2 separate regions of the Mus musculus genome follow, and region 1 is linked to region 2. Evidence: chromatin contacts called from public Hi-C data. All regions are on one chromosome and are shown on one strand. The core of a region is the stretch at or near the end of the contact, and the rest is flanking DNA. Distances in the headings are between cores, read along the strand shown.

Region 1 (2,986 bases), core at 345-2,844, 120 kb after region 2:
TGGGTGAGTAGGAGGGACTTCTGGGTTGGATGGAGAAAGAGAGGAAGCAGGAGAGAGTTAGGTCATTTTGGAAGGGGATAGAGGGAGAACAAGATGTAATTACAAGTGTCTCCCAGTTTCAATAGCGGGTCCCTCAGGATTTAGATTTAATAAGGCTTACAAGTTAGGATTTATTTGTTGCACGCAGTGATTATGTTACCGTTGTTTCGGAACTAAGTTTGTGTTGCATTTTCTTTCACGCGGTGGCTTGAAGGAGAGCTGTGTTAGGATTCCTATATGTTTTCAGTTAATGTTGGTCATTCTCAGATTTCTGACAGGGTTGCAGACTTATAGCCTCATAGCCAACCCAGGGTATTTACATTGAGAGAATAGATTTGAGAGGGTGGTTTTCAGATGGCATGCAATCTAAAGCCAGGACATAAGTCAGATGTAGAATTATGTCTTTTAGTGAGGCCTGATGGCAATGTTCTATCTTAATGATATAAATGATGGACTGGGTATTAGGTCTATCACGTGTTTCTGACACCTCAGTGAAGGGCATCCATGCATTTCAAGTTCCCGAATAAAATGTCTTCACGAACTACAGATCGCACTGAACTTCATGCTTTCTCTTAAATATGCTTCCCTTAAGATCAAGCCTTCATGCTTAACTTTACAAGGATAGTCCAGCCCCATGTCTTCTTCATGTCTCATGGACTTGTGATTGGAGCCCAAAGATGTGCTCAACTATTGGAAAGTAGTGGTTGACTATAATGACCCCCATAGTCCTCACATCACACAAATGCACAAGTGTTTCCTGATTTAGATTTTTTCTCAGCCCTTTTGGTCATAAGTACACACAAGTAAGTGACACATAGGATTGGTGTGAGCAGTACAGTTGTAGCTATGAATAAAACACTAATTATTCAGCATTTTGAATTGGTTTATTTGAAGGAACCAATTCAGAGAGTCTTGTAGAAACAAATTAGAGGAAACTTAAAATAACACCAACAGGATTTACTAAATGATTTTAATGGGATCCAGAAGGCTAGAATTGTGCTTATGGGCTCGAAGAGTTGGAGTAGTGGCTATTTATGTTACATTTTGGTAAAGAACTTGTATATGTTTATCCACATCCTAAGATTCTGCAGGAAATTGAATTTGAAGATGATAGGTAACTAATCTGTCAGAGAAAATTCCAGAGTGGTCTAAGATTTAGGTTGTGGAATGAATATTGCTAGCTAACCAGGTTTACAGTTAAAAATCAGTGGTCAAGTACACAGCAGAAAGGCATGAAAGACTTGCAATTTGGTAAGTAAAAAACACCGTAAAATTGTGGCGGCTAATGATGGTTATTAAAGATGTTTGTGTCATCATGAAGAATCTAAGCACTTTATATTAGGACAACAGGAACATTGCTTGAGCGTATCTCAAGAATTTACCTGTTCACCTACTGCAGGCATGGAAATTATAAAATAGAAAACATTTTGGAAAACCCACCATTAGGAAGATGATGCCTTCGGAATGATTCCCACAGGAGTTTTTCTACCATCCTGCCCAACATAACCCAAAGCCACTGCGGTCCAAGCAGTTTTGGCAGCGACTCCAGCTGGCAGGAGACTTTGGCATTCCCCATGTGATGCTTGTTGTGCGGTCATGCAGAACGCAATGGTGATGGAACATTGCATTTTCTCCACAGATTTTAGAGGGGACCAGGAGGTCAGAGAATGTGTGACTGGGTCAGATTTCCTGCAGACAGACCTTGACTGATGAAACTTGAAGCTTAAAGGCGAAGCATTAGCTGCAGGAGAGACCTGAGGTTGCTGGAGATGTTCACTGGGAACATGGAATGCCTGTTAAGGAAACCGATGAATAATGAGTGGAGCCAGCCAAAATTATAATGGACTGTAAACACAAAGGTTGAAGGGTGGGGCTGTGCAAACCCTTTGGAGCTCATCTCATAACACTGTAGTCCCTGGATATTGGGCATGGGCTACACACACACACACACACACACACACACACACACACATATATATATATATTGCTCTGGGTTCTTCTATCCCTGATGTCAACACCTCATCCCTCTCTTTTGGATTAGAAATTCTTACTCTGTTCCATTCTATGTTGGGTATGTAAATTGATATTAATATTTTAGGGGCTCATAACTAAGCATTGCTTTGAATATCAGAGATTCTGTAACTAGGAGTTTGAACTGTTGGAATGGTAAATATTTTGGAACTCATGTTGCATTATGAGCTTGCACTCATAGTGGATATGTTGCATTATGAGGAAATGTCTCCCATGGCTTCATATGCATAACATTTGGTCCCTAGATGTTGGCATTATTTGGGGAAGAGGGGGCTTGCTTAGCTGGAGGTGGTACATCTGAAGATGGATTGTGTATCCAAACTCTTCCTGATTTAGATGCATTTAGACCTGGTTTGGGAGGCCATCCCTGGTCCTCAGGCTCTTCCTCATGCTCTGCTTCTCTGCTTGCATGGCCTGCAATTCACACTCCTCTGCCACACAGTCACACTTGGAGGTTTAGTTCAAGTGCATGGCCTGTGTGTGTGTGTGGGGGTCTCTGAAATTAGGAGACAAAATATATCTTTCTCCTTCAGGTTGTTCTCTCCAGTGTGTGTGTGTTTTGGTCACATCTATGCAAATGATCTGAGACACCATTGCTGAGCTTTCAGCATTAGGTCATTCTTCTGCACCCTGATCTCCTTTGCTATCCCCATTTTCCTATTTCATTATGCTGCCTGACTTAACATTTAGTAAATAATGAACTCACTTATTTAGTATGTCCCTTTTCTTTTGCATATTGTCCCTTAAACCACACAAGGGCAATAATTATTGTTTTGCTATTAATATATCTCAAGAACCTAGACCAATGCATGTCTGCTTATTGAATGGACGATCACAGACTGTATCTTATACCTGATACACCTCAGATACCTCTAACCTTTCATTTTTAATTCTTCAGATGTTAGCTTGTGTTCAG
Region 2 (2,700 bases), core at 113-2,612:
GAAAAACCATAAAGTGTATTTAAGCAAAGAAGTTTGGATCCTGGGGCAAATTCAAAATGTACACACTCGAAAGAAGTTTTTTAATGAAAACCTCGGTGGACAACGAAGGAGGTCTTCACTGTGGAACACAGGTGAGGGCAGCTGATGTTGCTTCTTACTGGGGTGGGAAAAGGGCGAGTCTTGAACATCGAAGAGCCCACTTTGTGTTAATGGAATGGATTTTAGGACTTATATCCTGCAGGGCTGCGTCTTGGAGCCATGGAAAGGGAGTTCGCATCAAACACAAATCTCTTTATAAAGCAGGCTTTTTAATGGTTGCTGGTTGAATAAAGTTGTAGTGTTGGACCTACTAAGTTCATAGTTGAGGAAGCTTGGAACAAACTGGAGCATCAGTTTGAGCGTGTTGGGAGGCAGTAAATGAAGTCTGGAACCTATGTACCCTGCTGAGGAAGGACAAGCAACCGCCTGTTTAGTCTGCGTGAGACTTTCTGCCATAGGGGTGTTTTATTCCTGCAAACAAGACCAACCAGGTTTCTGTCCACTCTCACACTGAGAAAGCTGCCAATGTTGCAATTTAGAGGAATCAGATCATCGCTAGCAACGCCCTCCATGGGGCCTGTTCTCGCTCCGCGGTAGCCTTTCTGCCAGATCTCCCTAGGCTCCAGGCTGAAGGGATTCCCACCCCCAGCAGCCTCCCGCGAGCCCCGCGGAGCCGTGGACTCCTCCCCTGGAAACTCCTCCGGGGCTGAGGAAGGCTTTGGCGCATGCTCCGTACCTAGGGCAGGTTTTTTTGCTGCGGGTAGCAGGGCTCCTGTCACACCGGCTGGCGGGTTGTGGCGGTGCCAGCCCGCGTGAGCGAGTGTGTGCGCGTTGCCTGCGCCTGGGCGGGCGGACCCGGAGCAGTAGTGCGATTTGCCCGGGAGGCGGCTCCGCAGAGGCGTCTTGCTCGCCGCCGCCGAGGGGCGGCTTTGCAAACTTGCGGCGGGCTCTCGGCGCCCAGGGACCCGTGGGCAAAGGTGCCGGGCGCGGTGCACGCGGAGGGCTGGGGCTGCGGGACCGGGCCGAGCCTTCGCCCTTGGCCCGCGCCCTGGTGAGCCTCATGCAGCTCCTGTGCTCGCCACCGCAGCTGCCCCGGGAAGGTCCGGGACACGAACCCCGCACCGCAGCGCCTGAGCGTCTACCGACCGGCGGCGGGATGCTCCGTGTCGCCTGAGAGCGCCGCGTCCAGGTACAAGAGGAGCCGGCTGGAGCCCGGCGCCCCAGGGATCGAGAGGAGCCCCACGCCACAGCCGCCGGCGCCGGCGCCCGTCTTCTCGGCTCCGCTCGTAGGCCCCGGCTCTGCCAACCCCGGAGTGCGGCGGGGCAGCCAGACAGCCGTTCTCTTCGGCGGCAGGGGCATGGAGGAGCGGCGGGCTCCGAGCCGCGCCCCGGAGTCCCCGAAACTTCCGAGCAGGCGCCCGATCGCGCCGCTGGCGCCGCAGCCACCTCACCTGCCGGCCTGAGAACGGGACCATGGATGAAAGGTTCAACAAGTGGCTGCTGACGCCGGTGCTCACTCTCCTCTTCGTGGTCATCATGTACCAGTACGTGTCCCCTTCCTGCACCAGCTCATGCACCAACTTCGGGGAGCAGCTCCGCTCCGGGGAGGCCCGCCCGCCCGCTGTCCCGAGTCCTGCCCGACGGGCACAAGCACCCCTTGATGAGTGGGAGCGGCGGCCCCAGCTGCCACCGCCACCCCGGGGACCGCCCGAGGGGTCTCGTGGGGTCGCGGCTCCCGAGGATGAGGATGAGGATCCCGGGGACCCGGAGGAGGAGGAGGAGGAAGAAGAGGAGGAGCCGGACCCCGAGGCGCCCGAAAACGGCTCCCTGCCCCGGTTCGTGCCTCGATTCAACTTCACCCTCAAGGACCTGACCCGCTTCGTGGACTTCAACATCAAAGGGCGGGATGTGATCGTGTTCCTGCACATCCAGAAGACCGGGGGCACCACGTTCGGCCGGCACCTGGTGAAGAACATTCGTCTGGAGCAGCCATGCAGCTGCAAAGCTGGCCAGAAAAAGTGCACCTGCCACCGGCCGGGCAAGAAGGAGACCTGGCTCTTCTCCCGCTTCTCCACCGGCTGGAGCTGCGGGCTGCATGCCGACTGGACCGAGCTCACCAACTGCGTGCCGGCCATCATGGAGAAGAAGGATTGTCCCCGCAACCACAGCCACACCAGGTACTGTCCCGCGTCTGTTGGTTTCCTGAACCCCACTCCCTTCCCCCAAGTCCTGACCCCGCCAGTCCCGCGTCGCGCTCCCTTAGCTGTTTGGCAGTGGCTTTCCAAAGGGTGGGCAGCGAATTTGGGTGAAGGGTGAGAAACCGCTGGATACCCACCGGGGGGGGGGGGTGTCTTGAGTTGGTTTCTTTCCCATGCTTCACTGTTTCTTGCCACCCCCTGTCACCTTCAGCCATGTCCACGGCCATCCTGATGTGCATTCTGCACAGTGCCTAGCATTGTGTGATGAGGTATTTGGAGCAGACACTAAAGAACAGCTATGGAATAACCAGGGTGTCGAGGGAGAGAGGTCGAGTCTTGAACTTAAATTATGTGGTGGAAATCCAAAGAATAGGGGATCCGGGAGTGCAGACATAGTTTTTCAGGAATGGTGAGGCTGGAGCATAATGTCCTTCTAAGTGGCTCTTGGATGGCTGCTTGCCAG

What was found. A called contact is a pair of places that touch in the nucleus more often than the background predicts.
Region 1: a contact with region 2 is called in a Hi-C map of cerebellum, with 1.7 times the contacts expected there. The contact joins the enhancer-like site here to the promoter of Hs6st3 in region 2. A contact is called at or near these places in 2 of 39 promoter capture datasets (cranial neural crest and frontonasal cranial neural crest), 5 of 484 Hi-C or Micro-C datasets (cerebellum, cerebral cortex, forebrain and 2 more), 1 of 115 datasets of contacts at active chromatin or transcription factors (forebrain) and 1 of 9 other capture datasets (embryonic stem cells).

What each region holds. Positions count from the first base shown.
Region 1 is chr14:119,255,672-119,258,657 of GRCm38.p6, forward strand. All of the region lies in intron 1 of Hs6st3 (heparan sulfate 6-O-sulfotransferase 3), which reads left to right. Among named protein-coding and RNA genes, the nearest start is that of Hs6st3, 120 kb to the left of the region's middle. Within about 2 kb of position 1,595, at least 3 of the 459 cell types and tissues checked have an H3K27ac peak or open chromatin away from gene starts, as enhancers often do. A contact at or near this core is called in cerebellum, where this site is marked.
Region 2 is chr14:119,136,903-119,139,602 of GRCm38.p6, forward strand. Hs6st3 (heparan sulfate 6-O-sulfotransferase 3) reads left to right here and starts at 1,363. Exons shown (of 2, transcript NM_015820.3): 1 at 1,363-2,216. The coding sequence starts at 1,513.